Linked DNA regions of Gossypium hirsutum: region 1 is linked to region 2. The links are chromatin contacts, called in public Hi-C maps. All regions are on one chromosome and are shown on one strand. The core of a region is the stretch at or near the end of the contact, and the rest is flanking DNA. Distances in the headings are between cores, read along the strand shown.

Region 1 (5,577 bases), core at 819-3,318, 460 kb after region 2:
GTCCATCCATCTTCTGACACAGCCATAGAAGAAACTGCTGAGAAATGTTTTTCTAGCACTGCAACACACTTTTTCGCTAGAAGATCCCAGACCCGTACAGTAGTGTCATCGCTTCCAGAGAAAAGCTACAGGAACAAGGAAAAAGGCTCAGACAGATTACATTTAAAAAGCATAAACCAATTGCTAGCACAAGGGTCAAAAAGAAAAAAAAGGCAGTCTAAATAGACTGAGGTACTACTTACAAGGCTTTTATTTACATCAGGATGAAACATGATACTAGTCACAACACCTTTATGACCTTTAAAGTAATGAGTGCAGAAACCACCATCAACATCCCAAACAAGAACTTTCCTATCAGCTCCTGAAGTTGCAAGCAGTCCACCAGAGCCATGGCAAGCCATACCCATTACTGGACCATCATGCCCCTACTCAAAGATAAATATTAAAATAAAAAGAAAGCCAAAAGCTCTGCCAAGTTTGTGAACATAACAATATTAACTATAAATTAATACTAATATAAAACTTATGTTATACATTTAACAACCACTTTGTGTTTCCCCCTCAATGTGAAATCAGTGATTTGGATCATAAAATGTCATTGTACCTAATTAAAGATGTCCTAAGGTAGGTAAAAATTGGGATCCATTCTTATGTGTCACTCTTCTTCACTTAAAAAAAAAAAAAACAAGGTTTCAAGGCATTCAAGTACAAAGAAATGAATATATTCCAACGCACATGTTTAGCGTATCTTTTAAGACCAATTCACTGAAATTGATGTTGGTTACAAGACCGCTAACTTGAACTTGGCAAGTCATTATAACAATTAGAGCTTCATTATAATATGACTGAAAAATATATGAACTTTATAAGTCATGCGATTTTAAAGAAATCATTATAATAATTAATGCTTCATTCCGTTGTTACTTTTGCTACTGAATTTTTCTATGCAGTTTAATTGAACTAATTCAAAATACTTACCTCATTTAAGCAAAAGCATGCTAAACTTTCGTTCCTAGCAAAATTACAATGGCACATTTTTAATTCTTCAAAGACATAATTTGCTTTAACACCAAATCCCACCTTTTGGCTTCACAGTTGTAGAGCCAAAGAACAAGTTTAAATTCTTCATAACATTATTTAGGAAAAAAAAAAGCAAACAAATAAATAAAGCCTGACCTTCCAAGAGCGCAGGCATTTGAAAGTATCCAAGTCCCAGACCTTAATTTGCCTACTATGTCCAGCAGAGAATAACAACTTATCATTGGGACTTAAAGCCAATGCCGTGATGGTACTGGACTCAGCCTCGATGGTAAATTTCGTGGAGGCATTTGATGAATCCACAATCTTTATGGATTCACCGCACGAACAAGCAATGAAAGAGCCATCTGATGAGACCACAAATGGGCCGCCACTATAAAACTGTTGCAGCGACTGAGAGCAGCGATAGTTCTTTTTTAATGTTGCTGACGCCATTTTTTCTATTCTCTACTTTTCTGAAAGGTGAGAAAAAGAATTTAATGATTTCTTTTAGCAGAGTTTCAAATAGCAGTGGCGTATCAGTGCCACAGCCGCTATTTCGTAGTAGCAGCACCTTCTGCCTCCGCAGAGAAACCACAATAGCGGTTTCACATCAATAGCAGAGGATAGTGACCGCAAATAGCAGTGTAACAGAAAACAGCAGCGACAACGGTCTGCTATTTCCTCTAAACCGATAGCTTCAAGAAAAAACCCTTCTTCTCAACAAAGTAAAGGGATAAAGTATAGATGAGACAAAGTAGCAAGCAGTAGGATTGAAAACAGAAAATCAAATATAGCAAAGTAATGCAAATAACTCAAAATCCCATGACTCATGCACAATATTAACTTAAGTTTAGGGTTTCAAAATTACCTTATTTGGTTTCCTGGCCAGTCGGCAACTTGAAGCCAAGAGAAGGCTTGGGTCAGGGACCGGAAGGGAGGGAGAGGCTTGTTTGGCGGCGGGTATGTGAGAAAGAAGGGAGTTTGGAGCGGGTCGAGAATGGTTAAAACGAAATTTTAGAAAACCTTTCTAATCTATGATTGGATTAATTGCATTAGAACTCCTCATATTACTGCTTAAATTCTAAATTATCTTCAAACTTCAAAATATTTTAATTAAATCATTTGAGTATCGTATCGTATCAATCAAGCCCTTTTGGTAAGAGTTTATGTACTTACTACTCGAATAATATTTGGAGCTTGGATATAATGGGTTAGACAAATAGCCTTCTTAAATTTTAATGACATTATCTATTTAAACTAGCATTAAACTAATACAATAACTTACTTCATACAATATTTATATTTTAAAAACTCACTTAAAACTATTTAAAATTTAGTGATGAATTAAATAAACTATATCATAGTAATGCTACATAATTTTATTTGGATGAAATATTAAAAATTCTAGTATAATTATGTCTAAATAGTTAGATATTATGTATTAATTTATAATTTTATATTACAATGTGGGTGATATTTTTACTTTTATACTTATATTGTCTTCTTCGTTACATTATTTTGTTATAATTCAATAACAATGAGAAATATTTTATATTTTAATATATATTTACATTTAATAATACGAAATGCTCATCATTTCTTTGTGTGTCAAGAAAATGACAAATTTTAATGAGTAAAAAAGTATACATGGTAGATGAAATTGTAATATTTAAAAAATCAATTTAAAAAAAAAAGAAACACTAGACATTAAAAATACATAAATTAAGTTAATTGAATCTTAATTTAATTAATATGAGTATTGTTGTTAATATAAAAATATTAAATTCGATTGTGTTGCAACGCATTATAATTGAGGAGGAGTTATGATCAATATTAAACATTGTGTAAAAAGTAGTAGATATAAGCTCAAATTGTTGGGTCACTAAAACTTGGATATTGACTAATTACTTTGTTGGATATTTGCAGTGGAAGAAAGCCCTTTAGGAGGTCTAGCGGCCCATGAAAATTGGACAGTCAATGAGCTCATAAAATAAGCCCATGCAAGGCCGCATTGAATTTCATGGGAGCTAAATAGAGGTGTGCATGGGCCAGGTTACCCGGTCCTGCCTAAAGGCCCGTACGAAATGTGAAAGGGTTTGGGCAAAAATATAGACTCAAAAAATGGGCTTGGACAAAAAAATAAGGCCCGTTTAAAAAATGGGTCAGGCCTCAGGTAAAGTATTTTTAGCCCGGACCCGGTCCGACCCGGCCTGACCCGAATTCACTAAAAGACAAAAAAATCTGCATTTTTTTAAAATTTTTGAATGTTATTTTCTTGTTGTTTTCTCCTTATTTTCCTACCATTTTACTATTATGTTGCTACTATTTTGTTGTTATTGTTTGAATATTGTATAAAATTTATTTTATTGTTAATTTTCTTATTATTTTAAAGGCGTTTGTTAATTTTTTTATTATTTTAGAAGCATTTGCTTGTTAAGTTGCATTTATCTTAGTGTTATTTAAGTCTACATATTTTTTAAAATTTATTTTCAATTTGTTGGGAAATATTTATTTTGATATTTTTAGTATTTTTGATGTATTATATATATTTAAAAATAATATAAAAATAATACGGGCGGGCCGGGCCGGGCCCGGGTTTTAGTATTTTTATCCGGGTCGAGCTTGGGCAAAATTTTAGGCCCATTTTTTGACCCGGTCTGGCCCGAGCCCAATAAATGGGCATGATTTTTTAATTGAACCCGACCCGAACCCGGCCTGACCCGGCCCATGAACATTTCTATGAGCTAGAATAAGAATTAGGTGGTGTATATTCACTAATAATAAATTTATTAAAAAATTAATTACTTCAAAAGTAATTCCAATATTTAATATATCAATTGCTTTTTTTAAATCTAACTTTCTCGTAAACATGACAATGCGATTCTATGATAAAAGATGAGAAAAATTGATAAGGTGGAAAGTTAAAAAGATTTTAAAGATAAATTTAATTCTATTTTATTTTGATTTAGGGTATTAGTCTATTAATTGTAAATAAAATAAAGATTATTACCTCATTTTCTCTATCAACTAGGGATGGCAATTGAGCAAGGCGGGGGTTAATATTGCTAAATCCGTCACCACTCTATAGTTGACATACTCTGCTCCACCATTCACCATGCTTTATTATGGATGCAAAATCTTGTAAACAACTATTATCTCTATTGGATACATCTATCCTCACCTCGATCCACTCCACTTCAATTTAATTTTTGCTACTTATTTTTAATATTTTTTATTTTTTTTTAACGTCAAGTAAATATTTAAACATAATTCTTCAAAAGATATTTAAATAAAAAATATGTTACTTTTTTTTCTATATTGTGTTATTACATTTTTACTATTTTAATAGTTTTATATAAATACAAAGATAATATGATAATTTCATATGTTGGAGCAGGCACTATTTCAAAGAAAAAAAACATGTCTCTATTACTAATTCTCTTGTTATTTCAATTGATTTTTTGAAATTTTTTTATAATTTAAATTTCGATATGCATATTTAATCATTTATATAGTATATTGGTTACGTATTATATTTATTTCTTATTGTTTTCCTTTCTTTCCCTTTCCATATATTGATTGAAATTTCAATTGCATTACAACATTCATTCCAAAATCAATTTTACATATATGCATTGTTATATTTAGAAAATATATGTAAAATAAATTTGAAATAATTTTATTTTTAATTAAAATAAAAATTTTAATTTTTTAAAAATATTTAATCTAAAGATTTATTATTGAATATTATTTTTATTTAATAAGGGTAAATTTATGAATTATGATTATATGAAAAGTAATAAGTATTAAGAGATGTGTGTGGATGTTTTGGTTTGAAGTTTTTAAACACAAGTTTCTTAAAACATTTTCTATGTTTTTAGTTTCGTCAAATAAAATCCAAATCCATGAAGTAAGGGTTGTAGAATATTGGAGATCCCAACAGTTCCATCGTTGGCCGAATGCATATCATTAGGGCTCTTTCCTTCTTCTCTAATCCAAATCCCTTTCGTGTACAAATCTAAACGATGCAAGGGCAGCTACCCAATCTTATCTTGGAGAGCTGTCACTTATGTAGGGCATCTACAAGTAATTGCTTTTGATGGCAATCCTTGTCTTCTTTTTATTTATTTAAATATTGGAGGCGTTGAATTTGATTTTGATATAATTTAAGATTTTTTTATGTTAGAAAATATATTTAAATTTAAATAGCAAAACAATATTAAAATTAAAAAAAATACAAATATCATAACAGCATTTTACAAACCTCAACTTCAATTACAATCTTTTCTTAAAAGAGAGAAGAAAAAAGGTCATTGAATATACTCGAGTATTCTCATTCGACATGTGAAAAGCATAACTGCCAGTTCCAAGTATATAATGTTGGATTAAAATTCTCAATTATGGACACATATGTATAATTTATAATACTATTATAAAGTGTGATACAAAATTAATTGACTAATTATATTATAAGTATCATAGGTATTAACGTGTCATGAAAATAATATCTAGATTCCATAAGTTAAACTTATAATTGGATGAGGGGCCAAATCATAA
Region 2 (6,090 bases), core at 1,496-3,995:
CCATATATTTTTTATGTCTATCTAGTTATAATAGTTATCAAGAAAAGGCAGCTCAAACAGATTTAAGCATATATTTGACCCCATAATCTCTTAAAGCAATTAACAGACAGATAAATGCGGAGTAGATTTAGACAAAAGACAATTTAAAAGCATAACAGCCTAGAGATAAACAATCTTTAAGGGGCAAAATCTGTTTCAGAAATCATAAAAACTCATCAATCCAGAACATGTGGATCATCTGACCACTTTCATTACTGGACCTTATTGTTGTTAAACCACTTGGAAGTTACATAAAGATGTATATATGAACTTCTATATATGATCAACTTTGCTGGGGGTTAATCATCCAATAAAAACAAACATGGTCACCTTGCAGACTATACATATCTACCTACCACGTCTTTGTTTCCAATGAATACCGGTATTGTACTGTTCATTAAAGGGACTGTCTCTCACCTTCTAGTTATATATTCATCAAATTTCCATTGCTTTATATCTAGAAGAGTTTCAAGCCTAAATCTTGGAGTTCTTTCCTATTAACCTTAGAGCAAAGCAAGATGGTCAGCGCTAAGAAGCTTATCAAGTTAGTAAGAAAATGGCAAAAAATGGCTACAATCAGGAGAAAGAGGATCACACCATCAAGTGCCACCTTAGATACTGGCGCAAACAGTTGCAACACGTCGACAACAATTGAGTAGGGCGATTTTGTTGTATACAATGTGGATCAGAAACACTTTGTGCTTCCATTGGAATATCTCAAGAATGAAATAGTCATGCAACTATTTAACTTGGCTGAAGAAAAGCGTGGTCTATCAGGCAATAAAGCTCTCATCTGCATATATTTATAAGAAACTTGATGCCTTTGGAAGGATTCCTGTTAAATAATGAGCCACCTTTCTGCATTTAACCCAGTAAAGTTGGTCAGTAAAACTAAGCTTGTAAAAGAAAATGAGAGCTACACATAAAATTACGCTACATAAAATTACATGACTTAAGAGAAGTCAATAGTAATACGGCAAATTATAATGATATATTTAGGCGGCCCTCTGTGACAGTTTCAGTACTAGATAAGTAACTGCTACTTGAAGAACCACTCATACTTATCCCAACATAAAAAAATTACCGACTTGGAGTTCAATCTTGTAAGCCCGGCGTTGCTCAAGCGTAGCAGTATCTGACAATTCAAAATTCATTTCTGGATGCAACTCACAATCAGGGACAACTCCATTTTCTACAATCGAGGTTGAAGGTCTCTCTGATGAAGGGTCACTCTCGAAGCTTCTAGACAAGTCAGAATCACCTATCTTCAGCTCTTGATCCATCCAAGCTCCCATTGACTTAATGATGCCAATTAAGCACTGCACTGATTCATGTCGGAGAATAATATCCTAGGAAAGAATATTCCAATTTCAGCTTTCAACCCTGACCTAAATTTTGTTAACAAGCTCATAAAAACAGAACATTGAAGCTGAAAAACTGACATCACTGAGTTGTAGATCCAACTAAAGTACTAGAATTTATAGTACAATAATAGAAAATCGAAGGCATCCTGTACTTGGAAGAGGATGCAGATACATCTATATCTATTTCCAACTCCATTTATACCTGAAGGAGCCATCTATACTGCCCGTTAGCAGAACTTCTGGTTCCATTTGACCCTCTAGTGTCTGGACTTCAATTTGTATCTGCTCCAAAGCACTATAATGTATATTTCTTAATAAATTTTCTTTTGTTGCACCATATCTCCAAATCTGAAATACTGTAAAATATAATAATGAAAATTAAGTTATTATTAGTAAGAAATTTGGGAATAAAACTCTGATTTAAAGAACGAAAAATATTGCAAAAGGGATATGCGTGGGTATTACAGACAATAGAAATTCATCAAAATTTGAGTTATCTCCTCCATTAATTAGTTTATATTTGTCATCTCCAGCAGCAAAATCGAAATAATAAAACAAGGATTAAGAAGAAGATATCGATATGATGATTACGATTGACTCTCTGCAATTCAATTCTAGTCCGTAGGTTTCCCATAAGAGAAAACGAAACATCATCTCCCCCAAAAGGCAGAGATTTGGGAGTTGAGTTGTAGCTTATTTTTTTTAGAAATTTTAAAGAAAACCCATCACCAAAACCCTTATAAAACAAAATTTGATTATTGAAGAACATAAACCAAACGAAATTAAACTTAAAAGAAAAATCTGCTAACCTGAAAGTGTATTGTTGTAATAAAAGAAGCAATTTTGAACGCATTTGCAAAGAAAGTCTGAAGGAGATTTTGGGAAGAATTTTCTTCATTTCTATTCGGCGATGGTCGGAATAGCCATTCCAAGCTTTCAGCGCTGAATCCCTATTACGCGTTTGAGGGAATAGAAACGCTTTAAGTAATACGGCCGAATGAAGAAACGGTGAACCAAACAAAAGCATTACTAGTCATCAAAGAATAAGGAGGGAATGGAATAGCCATTCCCTCCAACCAAACATAGTGTTATATGCTAAGTTCTTAACGACCTTCGCCTAACCTCCTAACTTTTCCGGCTCTCAACCCCAACAAGGGTAAATCAGTCTTCCTTGACACTATCCCCCTCTCCATCTTCGTTAATATCATGTATTAATAAATACATTTACAATTGAGTCACGTACAAGTTGATATAATTTCTTTTGAAATATAATTAGGAAGTATAAACTGTGCTTTGTTTTCATTTTGCTAATTTGATGTTTAGAATGGGCTTAGCATCCATCCACAAAGACCGAGCCCAACAATCTTCGTTTGAAGGCCCTTTAACCAATATTTTAGCTCTTTCGAATCTCCACCGTCCCGACTTCGAATTTCATTACCCAGAAAAAAGAAGAGAAGAAAATTCCCCTTTTTTTATAAAAAAAAAATGGCGTATTCGGGTGTTCTGAGAACCCTAATCAGGTCATCGTATTTGGGATCTACGACTCGTAATTTCAGCCTTGTTAGCAGCCAAATCAGCAATCACACTGCGAAATGGATGCAGGTACTTAATCCCAGATTTTCACTCTTTTTTTTTTATCCATTTTCTTCTGAAATTTATGGAAGATTGGGGCTATGCTTTAGGCCTTTATGGGCTTTACTTGAAACTATTATAAACAAATGAATATCGGAACTTTAATTGATAATTCATTCTGGTTTTTTAATGTTCTTGTAGAATCTGAATCTGAATTCCGTTATCAGGTTCTTGACGTAATAATATGTTTGGTTTCGTTGATTTCAGCTGACAAGCGTAAATTTTAGTTATCGGAAAAGAAAAAATAAGTAATTTTACTTTCTCAAAAGAAAGTTTTACTAAAAATTGGAAATTATTGTCTTTGACGGATTATCTAGTTATTTATCCAGGAATTTCCTTATATTTTTATTGTTTTTGGTGCTTAACTCAGTAAATTGAGTACGCTGAAGGCTTGAAGCCCTTTTGAAAACTTTCAATTTTTTGAGTCTACTTGTTGTTGTTTGTTAAGTGTTCTACATCCTGTTGGGTAATTTGAATTATTGAAGATGCTGGCAGATTATTGTTACCTACGTTTTGAAGCACATGAAGTGGCTTTTAAGCGTTGATTATTTTTTGTTTATGAACAAAGTAGAATACTCTGCGGATGTTTTCTGGTTTTACTTATGCAATCTTTGTTTCCCACTAATTTAGTTCTTTGATTTTGAAGAAAGCTTTAAAGTGTTAAATATTCTTGATTATACTGCTTTTTACTTTAACCATATGCGTGAATACCTTGGTTCATAGACATGGATTTGGCGTAAGAATAGGTGTGTCTCAACATGGTTACCTTGTAACTTTCGTTAATTTGTCATGCCTATAAGTGCTTAAGAAAAATGGTTAGTGATAGGGTAAAGTCCAGTCCACTAACTTAGTAAGTTAGTATGTTTCTGATCATGCAAAAAACGATCATTAATCGATTGGCCTTTGCCTCTCAAAATACAAGAGGGCAATGAAATGAAGAAATTAAGCTTTCTTATTTATTTTATTTTGTTGTTTTCTTTTTCCAAATTTGCAGGATTCAAGCAAGAAATCTCCTATGGAGTTGATCAATGAAGTCCCTCCGATCAAGGTTGAAGGCCGGATTGTAGCTTGTGAAGGAGGTTAGTCCTGATCCTTATTTTCCTTGTACTCGGGGAACAAGCTTATTAGTAGTTAAATTATGTACTGGCACAATAGATAACCTAAAATCATATTTTATTAAAGAGCAAATGGCTAAGATGTGTTACTGAAATGTAGTTTCAAATCAAGTGAAGTCATCCATTTTGTTATTCTCTAAAGATAAATATTTAATTTTAACTCGTCTAAACTTTGCTCACTGACAGGTAAAACTAAGAAAAATCCAAGGCATAAATAAATACATAAGATGATAAACCCTACATAATGTTGCATGAATCTTTTAGCTGATACACACAAGTTTTCCTGGTCTTTGTTGGTATTAGATAATGATCCTGCTTTGGGACACCCAATTGAATTCATATGCCTTGACTTGAAAGAGCCTGCTGTATGCAAGTATTGTGGCCTACGCTACGTTCAAGAGCACCATCACTAGAAACTACTTGTTTTGTTCTTCTCAGGCTGTTGGGACAATTTTTATTTTGCTGTACCCATGGGGCACTTTTCTCTGTTTCAGGTTGTTGGTAACAAATTTGATGAACCCATTTTAGTGATGTTTTTTTTTTCTTTTTCACATATTAAGTGTTTGAAGTTCTCATTTGAGAAGATATTTCGAAAGTAAATTTGAACATCTATGGTCTAATCTTCCATTTGCATAATTGAGTTAATATCATATATTTCCAGGCTTGATTTATTTTCTTACTTCTTCCTTCTTATCAGTAATCATAGTGAGATCGAGGAGACACGAAAGCCCTTTCACATTTTCATGTGAAGACTATGCCTATATTGTTCATTTGACAAGTGCAAGAGAGTGCATGCATGCTTGATATTTTGGGAGCTTACTTTCATGTCAAGTTATACTGATAATGTTTTTAAGAAGGTTAATTGTACATAAAAGAAATGAAAATTATAAAAAAGAGTTTCCTCCCACTCAGGATTCTACAGCGCTCCCCTTTAAGTTCTTTGGTAGAAACTGATGACTATCGGTGTAGCTCAGAGTTTCGCTAGACTTGGCAATATTTAACACAAGTAAACTCAATTATACTTGCACTAGGATTGAATTGTTGATACAAATTTTGTCCTAAGCTTATAAAACAAAGACCCGCTAAGTAGTTAGAACCTAAATCAAGGCAGGCATTGGGTTTCTGAAAGCTCATTTCATGTTGCATTGGAATTGCATTCTGCTAGGGTCAGCTAGCTCCATCGACCCCTCTCAGTTCAGAGACAATTTAAACAAATAATAAACCTACGACCAACTTCAGCATCGAATATGTTAAAGCTCAGTAGGAAAGTGCCAAGACTCTTCCCTGGTATGCCAATACCAACTTGAAAATAGTGGCAATATTAATTGGATCACACGATTTGGACCTCTATCGACGGCAACCAGTTTTCTTCTCTGTTGATGTTCTGCAACCTTATAATCCACCACTTCACGAAATGGGGTGGGGTCAAGCACACATTTCTCGCTCCCATAAACACCTTCAACGCTAACCACAAGTTTGGCTATTTCCCTTCCCCAAAATCCTTTAGTTTTAGCTGCATCTTTTCTTAACATATCATCACTGTGTGCTACTGCTTTTTGAAAATATTCGCCAGGTTTTCTCGACACAGCCTAAGCCCTGAGCTATGTACTTGTCTAGGTGCAGCTTTAGCAGTTTGAAGCGTACACCTTCCCCGGGCAAAGGGGATTATCATATTATTGATATAAAATATTATTTATATTAATATATATTTAATGATCAATTTTTTTTACATAAAATAAATAGCTAAAAATATTTAATTTATACCAAATTTGACATGTACAATTTGAATGAATGAAGCGTAGAATATAACAATTAGATTGTTAAATTATTAGTATATAAAAAATTATGGAAGAGTGTAAAATTAATTAAGTTTTAGTTCGGTAAGTAGATGTATTAGTTTAAGTAAATATTATTTTATGTTTAAAAAGTAAATAGTATTT

The links. A called contact is a pair of places that touch in the nucleus more often than the background predicts.
Region 1: a contact with region 2 is called in a Hi-C map of leaf, with 4 times the contacts expected there. The contact joins the promoter of LOC121212515 here to the promoter of LOC107895354 in region 2. A contact is called at or near these places in 2 of 34 Hi-C or Micro-C datasets (both in leaf).

Annotation. Positions count from the first base shown.
Region 1 is chrA13:100,305,323-100,310,899 of Gossypium_hirsutum_v2.1, forward strand. It overlaps LOC121212515 (transducin beta-like protein 3), which reads right to left and starts at 2,069. Exons shown (of 15, transcript XM_041085423.1): 1 at 1,889-2,069; 2 at 1,177-1,493; 3 at 243-425; 4 at 1-125. The coding sequence starts at 1,473.
Region 2 is chrA13:99,846,426-99,852,515 of Gossypium_hirsutum_v2.1, forward strand. LOC107895354 (NADH dehydrogenase [ubiquinone] iron-sulfur protein 6, mitochondrial) reads left to right here and starts at 2,746. Exons shown (of 3, transcript XM_016820666.2): 1 at 2,746-3,005; 2 at 4,030-4,114; 3 at 4,454-4,770. The coding sequence starts at 2,889. The coding sequence ends at 4,563. LOC107895355 (a long non-coding RNA gene) reads right to left here and starts at 2,432. Exons shown (of 4, transcript XR_001683494.2): 1 at 2,213-2,432; 2 at 1,606-1,759; 3 at 457-1,388.